3 separate regions of the Gossypium hirsutum genome follow, and all the other regions are linked to region 3. The links are chromatin contacts, called in public Hi-C maps. All regions are on one chromosome and are shown on one strand. Each heading gives the region's core, a stretch centred on a gene start, on an enhancer-like site or on the middle of the called end of the contact. The rest is flanking DNA. Distances are from core to core; before and after follow the strand shown.

Region 1 (2,872 bases), core at 54-2,553, 280 kb before region 3:
GGGAAAACGCTCTGAGAAAGGCAAGGCTAAGGTCTGTGTGCCACCACAAGTGGTAAGGAAGAGAACTAGAAAGCCTAAAGACTTATCTAAGTTTAAATGCTTTATCTGCTGTAAGAAAGGGCATTTCAAGGCTAACTGTAAAGAGTGGAAGGAATATCTAACTACCAAAGGCAAATGCATGAAACTTTTTATAATAGAAGCTTGTTTAGTGGAGGACTCAATAGGCAACTGAGTCATTGATTCAGGAGCCTTAAATCATGTTTGTATTTCTCTACAGGGGTTTGAGGAGACAAAAGATCTTAGAGATAAGAGTTTATCATTGCATACCAAAACTAGGACAATTGTGGCAACCGAAGTAGTGGGAGATGTATACATCTGTTTTGATAATTTTAGAAAGATTATTTTAAAAGACGTTTTTTTATGTACCAAGTTTCAAAAGAAACTTAATTTTAGTTGTATGATTATATAGAGACTGCTTGATCGTGACTTTTAATAATAGAATTGCAATATTTAGAAATTGCAATATTATCTATAATAGATGGATGTCAAATAATCTCTATTTTATCAAATAAAGATGTACACACTGCTTGAGGTTGAAATAACAAATAAAAGACTTAAAATTTCTCACTCTAATGAGGCGTACCTTTGACATTAGAGACTTGATCATATTAACTAAGAAAGAATAACTAGACTTGTGAAAGACGACATCTTAAGTTTGCTTAAAGAAGTTGATCTTCCACCACGTGAATCTTGCTTAGAAGGTAAGATGACTTAGTGATCTTTTAATGCAAAAGGAATAAGGGTTGTAAAACTTGTAGAACTTGTGCACACTGACGTACGTAGTCCCATGAGCGTCAGTGCAAGAAGTGGTTATGAGTATTATGTAACCTTTATTGATGATTATTCTAGATATAGGTATGTACACCTTATGCACCGCAAGAGTGAAACTTTTGATAAATTCAAAGAGTTTCGTGCAGAAGTGATGAACAACTAGGTTTACCCATAAAGACACTTTAGCTTGATTGAGGTGGAAAATATCTATCTAATGGGTTTTTAGGGTGAAGAAAAATTTTACACAATGCGTGTTTGTATTATTGATTAGGTTTTAATTTTAAATAAGAATTTTGATATTAAAATATCTCACAAATTCAAATTTAACAAAAAATTATAATAGTATAATAAATGGAGCTTCAAATTTCAAATTAGACTAATAGAGGGTTTAAATTATTAGAAACTAAATTTCTAGAGTTTAAAAACTACAGGGATTGAATGATTATTTAAACCAACTTTCCTTTAGAATAAAAAATACAGGGGTTGGGTGAATGTTAAAAGGATTGGAATTCCAACAAGCCACAACCGATTGTCTTCCACAGGCCCATTTTTCATGTCATCCAAATCCCACTGCAACGGTGAGAGAGAGAGTGAAAGAGAAAGCTTAGGTTCCACGCTGCTAAATTATAAGCGAAAATGGTGAATTTCATGCTGAAGATCTCTGCCGACCTCGAAAACCTCACTAACCTCCAGCCTCAGGGCGGCTGTGACGATCCTTCCTTTCCCTATCTCTTCAAGGTCTCCCTCTCTTTCTGTTTCTTCGCCTGCTTTTTGACTTTGATTTTCTTCCTTTGAACTCAGCTGCAGCTGATTTATTATTCTTATTGTTGCTTGAATCCTGAACGTTCTCCGTTTAATTCTTTGTTTCACTTCGAATTTCAGATTTTTGAGTCGATTTTTTTTTCTGTTATTGAATTTTAGCCTGTTTTGGGGAATAAATGCTTATAGATATGGGCAATCCATTATTTTAGCTGAATTTGAATTTATTTTAGCTACTTGTTTTGGCCTTATTTTGTATCAACTGCGAATAGACGTGCATTGACTTTATCTATCCATTATTTTCTCTTCTTATTTTATTTCGAATCGATTTCTTGTTTCATTTATGTGTTTTCAACATCGTTCTTCGGTCTTTTTCTAAAAATATCGTTTTTAGATGGCTATGCAATTGAAATTTCTTTGATTCCTTTCATGAATTTGCTGGAATGTCCTCTTCTTAAGTATTCGGATCCGATTTTGTTTTTTTTGGATTTTAGTATCTTTTTCTTGTTCTTCTTTCACCTATGTACTTAAGAGTTAGCAGCATCTGTCATCTTCTCTTGTTTCTGCATATCCTTGCTTGTCAAGGTCTTATTTCACTAATATTTGAAATCTTGGATTTGCAGCTGAAGTGTGGGAGGTGTGGAGAGTTGAGTCAGAAGGAAACATGTGTGAGTTTGGGCGATACTGTTCCTCTTCTACAAGGCAAGGGAACCACCAATCTTGTTCAGAAGGTAATATTATATGCTTGTGTTGCCAGTAAATGCATTAGCTTCAGTTGAAATTCATTAGGATCTGTTGAATTTAGGTTTGTTTGTTTGCTGAGAGCGTAGGGGGGACAACAGAGACAAATTCTAGTTATTATAAGTAATACTCTGAGTTCTACTTAGTGAATTTCTTTTAAAGTGCTCATTCAAGTTGAATCTAACCTCTCACTTGGGCTGCATATGGTAATACTGGTTTTGGTTTAGCAGAAAGGAAACCTGCTGTAAATATTAGAGGGTAAGACTACATAGCCAACAGTTACCCCAATCATATTCTTGTTTTTGAGATTCCCTATCCTGTATTCTGTAATTAGGAAAGCTCTTTCAGATAGACCTGTCTTGCATTTTACGCCATTCAGATATCTAATATAGATAATTTATGTGTTTAACGTGTATAGAATGAGACTTTTGCATTCTTTATGGCATTACTTGTAGTTACTTCAGTTCCCGAAGTTCAATTTGCTATACTGGGCTTCTCCTTTTTTCATCCACCTAGCTCTTAACTTCTAATGATTAATGGT
Region 2 (2,946 bases), core at 9-2,508, 330 kb after region 3:
TATATATTCCAATCCATTAAATATTCTCAAGAGTGAATTTGTTATTTACACTGTATCTGTTGCGAATAGTAATTAGAATATCTAAATTTACTTGTATTAGATATTAGGATAAACTTCATTACAGGACACACAATTATGCTTAAGTTTCTTTTGTAGTCACTTAACTTTTAAAACTTTCAAAATAATAATTCAACTAATTAAATTTACTTATTTTAGTCTATTTTTATTAAGTTTGTGATAGAAGCAAACGGGTTAAATTGAAAAAAAATGCAATTGATTGGTCTCTAAAGTTTTTTGTTCTCATATTTGACTTAATTAATTTAGTAACTTTGAAAATAAAATTTGTATTATTTAAAAACATTAAAATTTATATACTGTTGTAATAATAATAATAATAATAATAATAATAATTTATAGCGCCACCCCTAAACGTAACCTAAAACAAAAATATGGGACCAAGCGTGGAGACACATGCCATTTTGTTTCCAAACTTGTTCTTCAAGTGAAGTCGCAATATTTACAAAGAACAGGTTCCTTCTTAGAAACTTCTCAAACTCTCAAACCATAACTTCAACTTGGGTTTTTAAAATATATATTTGTTATTTTGGGTTGGCTAAGCCATCAACCGTTCATAGGTCAAAGGGTTGTTTATCGTAATAATTCTTCAACTTTCCTTTCACAAATAAATAAATAGATCATGTATGTAATTGATAGGTTGCACGAACGGATTGTTTCGCAAGTAATATATATATATATATGCTTTTCACTTCTCAATTAAATATAGGTATTTCATTTATTGTACATGTGGTATCATTGTTATTTTATTAGTACTAATCTTATATTTTAGTTTAAATATGGATATGTTATATTTTAATTGTAAATAATAATATTTAAAAATTTAGTCAACAATCTCTTGATTTGGTAGTCCCAAGAATATTATGTTATAAATATACGAATTTAGATTTAATCCCAGATAATTTCAATTTCTTTCTTCAATATATTTTAATCAACAATAAATTATATAAAAAAATAATTATTTTATGGGTGAGGATTTCAAGCTTTACATTTAGAATTGAAAGAGCAAGACATAAAAAATGGAGGGGAAAAGGTTATGTATAAATAGTACTATCAAGGGAAGAAGAAGTAGAATTAATTGATTAATTAATTATTAAATTTGAGAGTGTGTGTGTTGGAGGGAATGGGTGAGCGGTTAATTTAAAAGTCTTTTCAATTACGGGTAGCTTAGCGGAGAAGAGTGCGCAGCTTAAGCGAGTATGCTTTTAAACCAGTGGGCGTAGGTTAAGTCTGCAGATGGAATAATAGAAATAGAATAAGAAATTAAAAAAAAATAAAAACAATAACAAATTTTCAAAAAAGGAAAAAGAAAAAGAAATTTATAAAAGAAACGGAGAACGGGAAAAAAGTCGCCGTTGATGATCGATGCCGAAAATGAAGCATTTATTAAGGAAACTCCATATCGGCGGCGGTTTAAATGAGCACCAACGGTTGACGGAGACGCAGCCCGTGGTCAGCTCAAGTCCGAGTACGAATTCAACGGGACAAGAAACGGCGTCTTCCTTTTCTTCTTCTTCGGCGTCTTCTGTTGGTTCAGGTACATTGGGGAGAATTGGGGCCGTTGAATCGGCCGGGGGAGATCGGACGGCTGGTGACGAGGTGGATTTTAATTTATTGGAAGAAGAGTTTCAGATGCAGTTGGCTTTGGCGATCAGTGCCTCGGATCCCGAGACGGCTCATATCGACGCTGCTAAAAGATTTAGCGGAGCCGGCACTTTCGTGGAGTTACTCTCGCTTCGTTATTGGGTAATATATTCTTTCTTACTTTATATATTTAAAAACTTTATTATATCTTTCAGTTTTAGGTTATCGAAATTGCATTTCTTGTTTGAATTGGTTATGATATCTAAACGTGTTATATAATTTATGATTTTTTTTTCTTATGACATTTGTTTTCTTTTATTCATAAATTCTGATTGCATTTCATGTTTCCTTCTTATACAAATTGCTACTATGTTTATTTATTTATTTATTTGATTCCATTTTCATTTTCATTTGCATTTTAAACACGAGGAGTCCTCAACTGCGGATCACTTTTCCAGAATTCCTCTTTCCGGTAGTAATTTTGGATATCCTTAGCTTTCCACGTCATTTTCATTAGTCATTGATTGATTCTGATAAAAAAAAAACTTGTTAAAGCTTTCTTTTTTATTGTTTCTTTTGACAGATGCTTTTGGTTTGCATGTCGAAGCTCAATTAATCTTTCTACTTCTATTAATTGAAGTTTTGCTAAATGTAGCATGGTACATCCTTTCTGGTTTTTTATTGATTTTTCTCTGATAATTGCTCATCGTTCTACTACTTGAAGATTTGCCGCTCACTAGCCTGCTACGGGTTGTGTCTCTATTATATGAAAATTTCCTTTATCTTATAGGCATGGCGGTTTGGGTTTTTTAATCTCTGCTATATAATGCCAGAGTCCTTTTTAAATATAGCTAATTGGTAAGCCTTTTTCCTTATGGTTTATTGCTATAAAGTAACTTTACATGTATGTTTCTTGTTCTATTAGCAGGGAGCATTAATTTTACCTTTCCTGTTAATACAATTATTTTTTTTTTCGTTCAATTATTAAGGTAGAATGTTTTTTAGTAACTGCGGATATGGATATGAATACTTGTATGAATACTACTTGATGTTAGCTTTTACCATTGATTTTTTTACTGAATTAATTAATTTTCCTCTGTTTGATTAGCTGTACTGGATGAAAGGATCCTGTTCATGTCTTCTGTGAAACAAGTGCCAGGACCCATTAGTTGATTTCTTTTTTTTTTTTTAAATGGAAAACTAATTCATATGTTATGTGTTATTCACAGAACTATAATGTTGTAAACTATGATGAAAAAATTGTGGATGGATTTTATGACGTGTATG
Region 3 (2,700 bases), core at 194-2,693:
CAATAATTATAGTAAAAATAAAAAAAATTTTATTCCATAATTCTTGTACCTAATTAATTTAAGCAGATCCCTCTATTATAGAGACCACAATAAATTAGCCCTCTACTGTACTATATAATAAAGGAATTTGACAAACACTTTTACCTTACTTTTAAATTATGCAATTAGTCCATAATTTTTAAAACCAATTGTTAAAGACGTATCAGTTCTATTTTTATAATTTTACTTAAATTTTTTAAAATTATTTTCCATATACATATATTTAAAATATTAAAGAACATGCATGTAAATTTCAAATTTTCGTTGAAAAAATATTTCAATAATATATTTTTTAAATTTATATAATCAAAATGAAAATTTTAACTCAACTATTGGTTGAATGTTTTAATCATAATTATGCTATAACTAATTATAACAAAACAAATTCTTAAGAATCCTAATTAATCAAGAGTAAATTAATAACTATGTTTTTTTTTGTCCAAAAATGAAGATTTGAAGTCTTGATGGGTTAATTTAATCATGAAAGCAAAAGTCTTTATAATAAGAATGCAATGCGGTTATAACTTATCTATTCATAATTAACCTTTATCTTTGTATATGGTTAACAACAACAATAACTTTATTTTAGTGATCAAATGAAAAAAAAATGTGACTAAATATGAAAAGTAAAAAAAAAAAAAAACTATTTTCATACACAATTAAATAAAAATAATACTATTGTTCTATAACTGAGAATTCTTCCCCGGATAAGCAATGTGTTAATAAGAGTGAAATTATTCTACCCTGGATAAACAATTTGTTATTCACATCATATTTAACATATTTTACACTTTTCAACTTCGTAATCTATAGATCAAATAAATATTGATAGTAATTATATTCTTATTTGAGCACTTTAAAAGGTAGTAATTCTGTAAAAGTTAGGCCTTTACATGAACAATTTGAAAATTTTGACTCTTATGCATTTAACCATTTTAAAATTATAGTTAATGAATTATTTCGCTTGAATATATATTACATATAAAAGAATATACTTATGTTTTTCACTTTATGATTTTACTGATAATGGACAATGTGCATTCATTTCTGGTATCAATTTATATTCTTTCATTGCGTTTGATACAATCCATGCTATAATTAACGTCATTTAGTGTCTGAAAAAAAATAAAAAAATAAAGAAAAATATTTTTATGAGAAATATAAGAAGGCTTGAGTGCTTATGAATACAAGAGTTGTTTGTAGATTACAATGTAATTAGTACAAAAAAATGGCTAAGCTAAAACCTTGAGATATTTTTCAAATAAAAAACCAAAGTATTTATACAGTATAAAAATGGGAAAGATTCAATAGAAAAAGCAATGAAAAACTGAAAAAAAGACAGCAATAAATGGTTTTAATCTTGGAAAGAGTTTTAAGGGTTAAGAACTTTGCTACCGTACTAAAAATATATGGATTAAGCTCTTGCACCGTTGGTTGGCTTTTTATCCACCCCTTTCGTCGTACAAGGTATCAAAAACCACTCTGATTTCATCCTCTGACCTTCGAATTGTCGTAAAAAATCATCCATAACCCCTTCTCCTTCTGCTTTTCATCTCCACCACTAGCAATCTCATTGACCAGCGTCAACAACCCATTTTTTATCAAAGAAAATCCTCTATCGCAACCAGTCGTTTGGCGGTTAAGTAGTCCATCACCACCCCTACTTTGTCGCCCTTGTAATTCAGTCTATCGGCCAGGTTTTCCATGTGATGGAGATCGTTATTCGAAATAATAATGTTTGGCTTCGGTATAAGCCTTTACCTTTCTCGTGGAGACTTTATATGTGGCGCTTGCTTTCCCCTCATTTTTTTTATTGTGTAATTTGCTCGGACGCGAAGACTGGTCCATTTGCTATGCCAATAATGACTTTTTTCCCATGGAGTCTTTGATGGCTTGTGTTTTTATATGAACTTTTTTTAGGTTCCACCTATCTGTTGTTTCAAGTTTGCAACGTTTCCAACACTAGGAAAGGAAGGGTTGGCAACCATTGTATTGGCTTGAATCCACCTTCGCTCCCTTTGATTCAAGTGTTGAATCCTCTTAGGTTGCCTGACTAGGGCATTAGCTTTATTGGCTATTAAGGCCTTTGTTTTGTATTGGTTGAAGCTTTGGCTTTTATTATTTGTTAGAAACTTTTGCTCTCATTCGCATGGACCGAATTTGACTCCAATTACTTTTTCTCATTGAGAGAGGGGAAAAGGCCCTTAAAAGAAAGCAAATGTAATCCCTCCGGATGGAAACATGTACGTTGCAAATGCTCCAAGTACAGAGTTACAAAGTCAAATTTGAGAATGTGAAATGAAAGAATCCAATAAAGGGTTTTTAATTTTCACAAGGAAAAAACAGTCAGATTTAACATGCCCGGTGAAGCTTTAAAGAGGAGCAAAAATGAAAAAGAAAAACAAAGATCCAACTACCAAAAATTATATCAAGTGCAGTATTTCTCAAGGTTCATTTCGCTCCCCTACAAAGGTACACCACTCTTCGACTCAGTGATTGACTGCTGTTAAATCTTTTTCTTCATTACCAATTTACTATATTTTCTCACTCCCATTCCCCGTAATTCACTAAAATGCCCCTCTTCTCTCACCGCTCCTCCGCCTCCAGCGGTTCCGCGGGATCCGCTCCGCTTCCTTCCTTCTACTCCGCCAAACCCGTCAA

Evidence for each region. Hi-C and Micro-C count contacts between places; a contact is called where the count stands out from the background.
Region 1: a Hi-C map of leaf shows a contact between it and region 3, with 1.9 times the contacts expected there. The contact joins the promoter of LOC107897078 here to the promoter of LOC107897070 in region 3. A contact is called at or near these places in 3 of 34 Hi-C or Micro-C datasets (all in leaf).
Region 2: a contact with region 3 is called in a Hi-C map of hypocotyl, with 3 times the contacts expected there. The contact joins the promoter of LOC107962871 here to the promoter of LOC107897070 in region 3. A contact is called at or near these places in 3 of 34 Hi-C or Micro-C datasets (callus, hypocotyl and leaf).

Annotation. Positions count from the first base shown.
Region 1 is chrA06:31,952,218-31,955,089 of Gossypium_hirsutum_v2.1, reverse strand. LOC107897078 (CXXC motif containing zinc binding protein) reads left to right here and starts at 1,303. Exons shown (of 4, transcript XM_016822415.2): 1 at 1,303-1,569; 2 at 2,214-2,321. The coding sequence starts at 1,468.
Region 2 is chrA06:31,337,861-31,340,806 of Gossypium_hirsutum_v2.1, reverse strand. It overlaps LOC107962871 (probable serine/threonine-protein kinase SIS8), which reads left to right and starts at 1,258. Exons shown (of 13, transcript XM_041115744.1): 1 at 1,258-1,821; 2 at 2,889-2,946. The coding sequence starts at 1,441.
Region 3 is chrA06:31,668,265-31,670,964 of Gossypium_hirsutum_v2.1, reverse strand. LOC107897070 (probable beta-1,3-galactosyltransferase 12) reads left to right here and starts at 1,443. Exons shown (of 7, transcript XM_016822406.2): 1 at 1,443-2,700. The coding sequence starts at 2,612.